2 separate regions of the Nothobranchius furzeri genome follow, and region 1 is linked to region 2. A link is a contact called in public Micro-C data. All regions are on one chromosome and are shown on one strand. The core of a region is the stretch at or near the end of the contact, and the rest is flanking DNA. Distances in the headings are between cores, read along the strand shown.

Region 1 (5,330 bases), core at 295-2,794, 140 kb before region 2:
GGACTCAGCTTTGCGGGCATTCCATGAGCAGAGAGGACGCAGCGGTAACGGCTCAAATACTCCAGCTGCGGCCTGCACACGGCCTCTGTTATATTCACAAAATCGCTCCACCAAAACAAAGTCATTCATTTGCAATCGTTTATATCAGCCCATATTCTCTGGTACTTCATGTACTTTTCAGCTGAGTTTATAATCTGTGCCCCGGTGATTTCAACTCACTGCTGCTGGAGTGCAGCGCATATTAAGCTTTTTGTTTTTTTGAGTTCGATAGATCCCTTTGGCTGATTAGTTAGAAAGTAGGAAATCTAGGAACCAGTTTTTCTGGAAGACGGAGAAAACATGCAGCATGCAGGAAGGTTAGAGAGAGAAAGGGCAGGAAGTTATTCACATAAAATCAAGAAAACAAAAAAAAGTGCTTGAAAAGAAAAAAGTAGGTAGATTTATCCCCAATACACATTTTTACCAGTGAAAAGCAATAATATATAAGCATTTAATATTTATACATGTGATAGAATCAGATCACCCCAGAAGTCAGTCCCACATCCAGGGCCGTATCAAGGCATTTGGGGGCCAAGGCAAATTTAGGCTTGGATCCCCCACCACCTCACTCCTTGCTCAGTTAATATAAGATGGCAGCATGCTGAGAGTACAGATTGTTTTTGCTTTTATTTAATAAACAATCATTTTAAAGCACTGTTATTATATCTGACTGTTTTTAACAGCAATCCTAGCTCAGACACCACATCACCTTCCACATATATGTCATGAGCTCACTGAGCGTCACATTACCAGATTCATATTGAAGTTGTTTTGGTGAATGTAACTTAGAGTAATGCAAAAGTAGTGTAATGCCTTACATTTTAAAATCAGTAATATTGTAATGTAATGAATTACTTTAAAATGAGGGTAACAAGTAATAAATAATGCATTACAGTTTTGAAGTAACTTGCCCAACACTGTTCTTGACAGTTCAACACATTCCAAAAGGGAGTAAAAGTCAAGTAATTAAAACCCTACTGTTGTTTATTTGTCCTTTCCGTCTAATCAGACTGTTACTTTAGTCGGCCAGCCCTGACTCAGAGCACAATCATCTGTGGAGGGCTGTGACAGAGCTACTGAAGAATGTGTGGTAAATTTTCTAACACGTGGCCCTGTCTGACTGAGTTTGGTGTCAGTGTGGCATGCTCCAGCGAGGCGCACATTAGAGCCCACGTCGGATCCCAGTGTGTTTTTGTTGGAGGGCCGACCGGGCCACATGTTTGAGCCACATGTGTGTTTGACACAGAAAATGAAACACACGTTGGGATGCAGAAGTGCTGCGTCTGCAGCTGCTTTCCTGGAGACAGGCCTCACAAAGAGAAGAGGACTGTCACGACTGACAGAGGATTCAGGGAATTATTTTATGGACATTTCATCTTTAGTTTGTTTTCTTTCACATGACTTTAGACACAATTTGCTGCTGCTTCTTTTTTTTTTTTTCTTTTATTGACTTGTTGCAGTTACCAGCATTTTTGGACAGAGGGCAGCAGACAGCCATTATTAAAACAAACCTTCATGTTGGTTTCAGACCGGAGCCACATGTCAAAGACAAGCCATGAACTTAAGCTGATCACACTCTTTCTAATTTGTCCAATTTGAACTTGTTTGATTCACTGGTTGAACAAAAATGTCTGCCTGAGCAGAGCCAAACCACCATTAGCTCCATCTCCACAGCATAGTTGAAAGCCTGCCAACTTTATTTGGGGTTGCATGCGCTTTACTTTATTGAAACAATATGTTCGTTTGGAGCACGACTGAAGCAAACATGCCCAGGAACCCATCTTGATATTGTCAACAAAGCGGATGACAAGAGGAGCAACAGAGGTCAAAAGGTGCTGTTAAATGTGTTCAGTTTCTCTGAAATCTCTGAAATGATTGCATTTTAAGCCTTACTCAACTCCTTCATATAACAGAGTACACCATTCTCTACATCAGACCGTCTTATTTACATAACATACCTATACACTCATCCATTCAAAAGAACTTCATGGTGCTGATTGAAATATTTGCTGCTCAAATGCAAGCGGTTTCCTCTCTACTGCAGTATGAGAGAGCTGTGCATGAAGTGCGACTGATCTCAACTGGAACAAATGAAGCACGGGTGTCACTTTAAAAAAAATTTAAAAAATAATCAAGTGCTAAGAGACAACAGATGGGTGGTTTGTTTCACGGCTACTGGAGAAACTGCAATTCATCAACTTTACGTCCTGGTACAAGACCAATGACTAAAGATGCTTCAGATGGAGATGGATTCTTGTTGGGTAGGGCAAAGGGAGGATAGGTCATCAAAGTACTCAGAAACGTAACCACCAAGAGTCCTTTATGTAGACATCTGAATAAACAAAGATTCCAAAGGGGAAGTTTGATTCCTGCAAAGGTTCTTGCCCTTGGGCCTGGAATGTTTCATATTTACATTGCCTAATAATGTTAGAAAACATGTTTATTTCATCCCTATTGTTGGTTTACAGTTCACACTTTTCTTTCTCCCTCTGTCTTTGTTATTTTTTCCCTGTCTTGTTTCATTCCTGATTAGTACAGTTGCACATTCAACTAAGACAAGTTCTGCATTTCTATTTTTACCGTCCCGTTGTCCATTACTGTCCTCCACCAAAACATGAAAGGTGAGCAATACTGTTTTTACCTGTGTGTGTGTGTGTGTGTGTGTGTGTGTGTGTGTGTGTGTGTGTGTGTGTGTGTGTGTGTGTGTGTGTGTGCACGCTTTTTGGAAAAAAAACATTTTATTAACCTGGAGACATAATTTAATGGAATTAAGTTATTATTAAAGTGTTCTCCCGCTTAAAAAAATCGAGGCCTGTAATTTCCCTCATAGTTAAACTTCAATTGTGAAAGAGAAACAGGAAAAAAATCCAGAAAATCACATTGTCTGATTTTATGGTGGAAAACGAGTATTTGGTCTCCTATAACAAACGGCGTTTCTGGCTCTCACAGACCTGTAACTTCTTCTGTAAGACACTCTTCGGTCCTCCACTGATTGCTTTTAATAATAGCAAGAAACAACATTTTAGACCTGCACCAGGCTGGGAAGACTGAATCTGCAATTAATAAGCAGATTCGTGTGAAGAAACCAACTGTGGGAACAATTATTAGGAAGTAGAAGATTTTGATAATCTCCCTTGATCAGAAGCTTCACACAAGATCTCACCTTGTGTCAAAATGATCACCAGAACGGTGAACAAGAATCCCAGAGCTACACGGGGGAGCTAGTGACTGACCTGCAGAGAGCTGGGAAGTTACAAATACCATCAGTAACACACTCCGCTGCCAGGGACTCAAATCTAGTGCCAGGCATGTCCCCTTGCTTAAGCCAGGACATGTGCAGGCCCGTCTGAAGTTTGCTAGAGAGCATCTGGATGATCCAGAAGAATATTGGGAGAATGCCAGATGGTCAAATGAATCCAGAATAGAACTTTTTGCTAGAAACTCTGCTTGTTATGTTTTGTGGAGAAAGAATGCACAGTTGCAGTCAAAGAACACAATCCTACTGTAAAGCATGGGGTTGGAAGCATCATGCTTTGGGGCTGTTTTTCTGCACAGGGACCAGGATGACTGATCAGTGTAAAGGAAACAATGACTGGGGTCATGTATCGTCAGACTGAGTGAAAACCTCCTTCCATGAGTAAGTGCATTGAAGACGGACCTGGGTCTTTCATTATGACAATGAACCCAAACACACCACCCGGGTAACAAATGAGTGGGTACGTAAGAAGCATGTCAGGTTCCTGGAGTGGCCTAGCCAGTCTCCAGATCTCAACCCTACAGAAAATCTTTGGAGGCGTTAAAAGACTGTGTTGCCCACCAACAGTTCCAAAACATCACTGTTCCAGAGGAGATCTACCAGAAGGAATGGGCCAAAATACAGAATGGGCCAAAATACCGGCAGCAGTGTGTTTAAACTGTGTGAACACTTTCAGAAAATGCTTGATCTCTGTGTAGCAGAGGATTTTAGCTACATTTATTAAATTAAATGATCAAGATGTGATATTCCATATAATATGAATTATCAATCTGATTGGTCTTTCAATATTTGTATTACCTTAGATTCTTTGACTATTCAGGGAACACACACTTGATGTTAATTCAGACAGAGTCAAGGATATAGTTTATAAAAATGTATTTAATTCTATCTTTCTAAACTAATGACTACACATGACAAAGTGTGAATGAAATGATGGCTGTGATCTTGTGATGTCTGGGTTGTTAAATCAGTTTCACTGTATGGTTTAATAAGCTAGAGATTATTCAGAAAACCATCTAACACTATTGTGCAGAGTCTACGTTACCCCTTGTGTGACGGTATCTCTCGAGCGGTCTGAGGAAAGGCAGCCAGAGTGGTGAGTTCACCAGACGTCGTGGTTACAGGAATCTCAGAGTCGTAGCTGCCTTTGAATTCAGATCACCGGCCAGGAAAACTACCAGGGTCTGCAGGTCAGATGTTCCAAGTCTGTGGTGTTGTAGTGCCTGATATCACTCCCAAGCATTGCAGAGAGGCTTTGGCCTTGGTCAACAGAGAGGATGGTTCCAAATGCTTGAACTAGAGATCAGGAAGCGATCATTTATTAATCGTTGTTGACAAATTTAGACAAATCAGAATTTGACAGGTTTTAAAGGGCGTTAACAAAATACCTCAGAGAGTCACTCCCTCACTAGTGTGAAGTAAAAATGTTAAGCCTGTTAACACAAGTTAAAAGTTAACTTCCGGTCATTTTTTATCAAATACTTGGCCTTTTGGTGCGATCTATCATTGACAACAAAGGGTATATAACAAAGTATTGAGATGGACTTTCGTCATTGACCAAATACAAATTTTTCACCACAAATCTGACATTTTGCTGAATGAGTCCTCACTAGGACATATCAATATCAATCAATCAATCAATCAATCAATCAATCAATCAATCAATCAATCAATCAATCAATCAATCAATCAATCAATCAATCAATCAATCAATCATCAATCAATCAATCAATCAATATCAATCAAATCAAAGATACTTTATTAATCCCAGAGGGAAATTAGAGTTTCAGTACACACATTTCAGAGATCAGACATACATGGGCAAGACACATGACAAGAATTGGTGACTGTGGTCATTCGCAAACCAAGTCGCGCTACCTTAATAGAGATAAGAGGGTTACATGAGGATTGGTTCAAGTGGAGGGAAAAAAGGCACTTCAGAGTTACCCTCCCTCAGGAGGGCAGCTTTGCTCTGCAACAAAACACCTCAAACATATATGCAACAGACTTCAGACAACACAACATAAGTGTCCAC
Region 2 (5,695 bases), core at 1,404-3,903:
TCCTTCCTTGGTCACAGAAAACAGTTAAATGGAACAGACTTGCATCACGTGACCACGGCTTTCACGACGGTCACATAACGTCATGTGACACAGGAGATAAAGTTATATTTTATATGTATTAGTTTATATGTAAATATATAACGAGCCTTAAACTTTATTTTAAATTTACTTTATTTGTTCAGTGTAATATATAAGTGAGCTACTACCTGCTAGCCACCGAGGCGGCAACTACGGAGCAACTAAACAAACATAGATGACTTCTTTGGATCTAAAAAAAATCATTTTTAATTATTTGACTTACTTTTAAACTTGAAAATTGTCCCTGAAGTAGCTACCGGCTTCTGATCTGCCATCCTTTTGAAAATAATACGGTGTATTCTGTGTAATTTTTGACCAAGGCTAGGCTACCAGACACCTCCCGTGTATCCTTGCTCAGCTAGCTAAACGGCTAACAAACGGAGAACACACGCCTCGGTAGAACATGAACATTGGAACGCGTCTTGGCGGCTCCTGATGATGTATCTCCTAGGCAACCGGAGCGGGTCCATGACATCAAGGTGAGGTTCCTTGGCATTGAGAAACCCTAGGAGAACAGGAGACAAACCAAAAGCAGGTGTGATGAATTTAGATGAACACTCAGCAGGAAATAAGACTTTTACATGGTGTCAATTGAAGATGAAATGATCTTAAGAGGACCACAACTTAAAACACAGAAATAACACCAAAACCCACCAGCACTTTGTGTATTTGTTTTGAACAATGTCTGAAAGGTTTCCTGTCCATCGTGCCCCATTGGCTAAGACTCCCAAGATCTTAGTCAAGTCCAGACTCACAAGAAGTTATTTAACTTTGATGAGTTTGTCACATCTCTAAAGCACTGGCTTGATTCATCCCAAGAGAATAAAGGCATTTTTTTTTTTGTTTTTCAGCTAAATTTGTTGTTTTGAAATAGTTTCTGTGTCCTCAGGATCCATAAATACTTGGGCACTTTATATATATATATATATATATATATATATATATATATATATATATATATATATATATATATATGATTGTGTTTAAAGCTTCCATAGTGAATCTACAGAACAGGCTAGGTTATGACCACAAACAAGGTCATGCCAACACCCACCCCTCCCGCTGGGTATCTTCCAAAATTCTTCTGCCAGAACTGGAAATCCACATTGCCAGAGGAAACGAGAGAGCTCTAAACACCCGTCCAAATGTCTTTGGTCCAAGCGTTTTTGTTGTCAGTTACTTCAAATTGTTTTTCTTTAGGGGTTCTGGTAGTTTGTCCTGAAGTTGAAGTGGTAGCAGCCAGCTGTTTCTCCTTCTCTAATATTACTGAGCCGTGAATCAAGTACGTAATGAATGGAGAACGCAGGGAAGGCGGAGGTTCGGCCACACAGACAACCGGGTGTTTCAGTAGTTGTGTTTGGGCCGAAACGTGTTATTGGCAGAGGTTTTTAGACATATGTCAGAGAACCACTTTATTAATATTTGATATTTACACAATACAATGTATTTATAGCTTAGAACATTGTTAGGAGGCTTGAAAAAAGTTAAGCTAATCTATTTTCCAAATTTGCAATTGCAGCATTAATCTAGTAGGTGAACTCAGGTGTGTTCACTTGGAATAGCATTCCATCACTTCCACTATTCTGTACCCCCCCCCCCCCCCCCCCCCCCCACACACACACACACACAGACTCTGACCCATTTCTTCTTGCAGCTTTCAGGCTGGTTGGGGTTTCTGGTGTTTCTCTCCATCTTCTCACACACAGTTTCAAGTTGAGTCCCATTCCCAAACACACATACACACACACACACACCTCACTCAGCCCTCTCTTACAGCTCTGTCTGTGCAGAGTGGGCTATTTTTAGAGATCCGTTGTAGGTTTTAAAGATACTAAGTCCACACTGTGAGATGGATTTTCAGTGAGGAAACAGGCGGGTTCCTCCCCAATCTCAGTTCATTTCCTTCTCTGCATCCTCTCAGAAGCCTTGTCCAAACACTCCAGAGCAGAACACTTTTTCTGTCTCTCTACCCAGCTCTCTGCCAGCATCACCACCATGCTCGCTCCACCACAGTTCTCGTGTGATCTCGTTCTGTTTCTGATCCTCGTTTGCACTCTTTCCTGCAGAGAAAAAAAAATCCTAAAAGATGACAAACAATCTGTGCATTTAATCTGTCAGACACTTTGAAGCCCAAGTTCAGAAGACGCTTTGGCTCTAAGTGGCAATTTCCCAGAAACTAAAGCAGAAACCATCACTTCTGACTTCAGGACCTCTAGAAACTCAAATGGTCAAAATGTATAATCATTAGTGTGTGTGTGTATGTGTGTGTATGTGTGTGTGTGTGTGTGTGTGTGTGTGTGTGTGTGTGTGTGTGTGTGTGTGTGTGTGTGTGTGTGTATGTGCGTGCGTGTGTGTGTGTGTGTGTGTGTGTGCGCGCACGTGTGTATGTGCGTGCATGTGTGTGTGTGTGTGTGTGTGTGTGTGTGTGTGTGTGTGTGTGTGTGTGTGTGTAAATTAATTTGGACATATTTAGGAATGTATGCAACTAAAAAGTCAAAAATGTATTTTGGAAGCCACTTGGCTGTTTTAATGCGCTTTACAGTGAAACTCTGCCCTCTATGGGTTACTGCCTGTAATGCAGGACAAAGGTAGAAAAATACAAGTTTATTTATACAAAAAAATAAATGTTATTTGATTTAGCTATGATGTCCTTGCTGTTTCATTCCAGGTTTTCTGAATTAAACCATACATTTCTATATCATCTCCTGTTAGACAGATGGTTTGATGTGGTATGAATAGCATCGGGGTGAGAGGGGTGGCATCGACACCTGAGGGCTTCTGTACACCTCACCAGCTGTCTCCAGCAGCCCACGCCATGTGTTAACACTTTACTCCCCAGATAACCATGATGACAGCGTCGCCCTGTCTCTTTAAGGGCCGGAGAGGAATGCTGCGGTTTTCTGGGTAGTGCCCTCACACACACACACACACACACACACACACACACACACACACACACACACACACACACACACACACACACACACCTAAAAAAACTACTCATTTTCACCAATTTTTCTTCTTTCATGCTTAAATACTTCCCTGACCTGCTGAGATTTTTCTTGTGTTTCGGGGTCTTCACATTTTCTTCTGTAAAACAAACCATTGCTTTGTTTACTGGAAGGTGAAATGACCAACATGCCTTATTTTTATTAAAAAAAATTTCACTATTTTAGGAACATAAGAGAAATAAATGCATCTTTGACCTTGAAATTGACTTTTTAAACTTCAAACACACCCCTAAGCATCTACCCTCATTTTAAATTTGTAACTATTTTTAATAATTGATTTTTCTAATTAAAAGCACTGCAAAACACCACTTGGGCAGATTTATTTCAACTTTTTTTTTCTTGTAGATAGTGCCAAGTCCTGAGTTACATACATCTTACTGGAGCCAGAGCTCCCTCTAGCGGTTGAAGTGGGCAGTGCACTCCCCGTGAGTAGGGTAAATGAGCAGGCCCTCTTTATTAGATCCAGATTTGACCGTCTGAAGGCACAGATGAATGATTTTTGTAGTCTGGTGTGCAACCCACATCGAGTTCAGCCTGTCAGACATGTCTGGGGGGAACGTGGGGGGAGAAAGGAGGGGACTCTGGCCTCAAGTGAAAGCCTTGAGAATGCAGGACAGGGGTAAACCTTAAACCTGAGAGCTCAGCTCGGCTCGGGCTCTTCCAGGGAACAACACTTTTCTTATTGAGCCAGTGAGCCAGACTCAAATGAGAGGTGACAGCATATTCATTTCACACTGTGTTTTTCTTTAAGGGCTTTTTAAAACACTGTTGAATGATGAGTGGTCAGTGGATTTATAGTTCAGAGGATGATTTAGGCTTTCTAAATGGTGTTACCTTCCTCGTGCTTTTGCTCTCCCACACTTTTGATGTTTTTTTTCTTTATTTCCACAGGAACCATCGTTTTTCTCATGCTGTTCGTACACTGATGGCTTCCACTGAAATTGGGACAGATTTGAAATGTAAACTGAGCACCTTAGATTCCCGTGCTCAGCTTGGACCAGAGGCTGGGTGTGCCCACATTTTGGGCTAAGTTAGGTGGTCTGGAAGACCCGTGCAGACGCTGTCAGAAATCCAAGGCAATTTGTGGTGTTGTTAAAAGTAATTACATAGATACACACGGCAGTTGCATAAATCACAAACACTGACTCAAATGCGTTCTTCCGTTTTGACTGAGGGCATACCAAAGCATAGTAATGGCAACATGCATTTTGTCTCGCCATCGCGTGTGCTTTGGTTCTCCCCAAATCTCATGTCGACTTTAACCCTGCGGGGCAAAAATACCAAAAGGGAATAGATTCCATATCAGGGCTGAACCAGAACCTGATGAGAGCGACACATTAAAGAAGCCCCAGCAGGTTGATCGTATGCAGGACTCCTTTATAAAACCGAGCCTGGATAGCGCGACTCATTTAATTTAATTTAACGTTTCCACTTGAAATGATGGGAAGATTTGTGCAAATCGTGCAGCTCTTTAGTTGCAGCTGGATGAGGTTGACTTATAGCTGCAGTCATCACATGTTTCTGCACAACACCTCCCCTAAATCATTCAAATACAAACCAATATAACTTTTAGATGAAATGACATCCGTCCTTTTGAACATCAGTCTTGTGCTTATGCGCCATTCCTTGTAAGTGCCTGAAAGCATGCATGTAAAGATGTGATGTTCTGCCCTGCCTTCCCTGGTGCCACACTGTGATTTTCTCTCTCCCTAAGGAGTAGAGGAATACGGGGCTGGAACAAACCAAATCTCCATCTCCATGATCGTCTCTCAGCTTCAACTAAATAAATAAGTCATTACAGTTCAGAGTGAGGAGCTTCATTTACTCCAGGCAACGTAATCACAAATGTCCACAGGCTGCTCACATCATTTCAGTACACAAGTGGATCCCCAGAGATAATCTGGCATCGTTTTGGGATGGTCTGACAAAAGCGCACAGGGAGAATTTGTTCACTAATGTTAAACTGAGGATGCAAAGAGCGAGCCATTGACAAGATCATCTGAAAGCCACATTCCCTATCTAATACCAATGCCAGATGCAAGATTTGATGAAACAGTAAGACAGAGGATCTGAAGTCCTCTTCTTTTCTTTTTTCTCTGCATCCTTAAGAAACACGAGAGGCTATTTCCTACACAGAACAAAGACAGCACTGTCAAAGTGCTCTAAAACACAAATACTGTCAACTTATGATGTGTGAAAAGACGTGTCTAACATTTGACCGTCGCTGTAGAGCACATACTGATGCTGGGTCAGGCTCTCTGTGTTTTAGTCCCTAATGAGTTTAACCCTCTCAGGCTCAAAATAAGTTTTGAAAAAAGGACGAACAACTAAGTCCTTCACGGGTACTTCTGAGTTAAAAAATGCTCATGAAACACATATAGGGAGTAACCAGGTAGGTTTCAACTGTTACAAACCTGCAACGCCTGCCTCCAGAGGGTTAACTCATAAAAACGTGAATTAAAAAATAAATTCTGAAGGATTTTACAATACAAAGTTGCACAATATTTACTATGATGCCTTAATACAAATGACATCACTTTTATTGTTTTATTATATTAAATCCATTCATGAACACGACTAATAAAATTGAAACATAAAATAAAATC

What was found. A called contact is a pair of places that touch in the nucleus more often than the background predicts.
Region 1: a contact with region 2 is called in a Micro-C map of tail fin, with 12 times the contacts expected there. The contact joins two enhancer-like sites. A contact is called at or near these places in 2 of 2 Hi-C or Micro-C datasets (skeletal muscle and tail fin).

Annotation. Positions count from the first base shown.
Region 1 is chr13:25,601,780-25,607,109 of NfurGRZ-RIMD1, reverse strand. No RefSeq gene overlaps it. Among protein-coding and RNA genes, the nearest start is that of LOC129153777, 18 kb to the left of the region's middle. Within about 2 kb of position 1,544, at least 1 of the 3 cell types and tissues checked has an H3K27ac peak or open chromatin away from gene starts, as enhancers often do. A contact at or near this core is called in tail fin, where this site is marked.
Region 2 is chr13:25,459,374-25,465,068 of NfurGRZ-RIMD1, reverse strand. No RefSeq gene overlaps it. Among protein-coding and RNA genes, the nearest start is that of fli1, 11 kb to the right of the region's middle. Within about 2 kb of position 2,653, at least 1 of the 3 cell types and tissues checked has an H3K27ac peak or open chromatin away from gene starts, as enhancers often do. A contact at or near this core is called in tail fin, where this site is marked.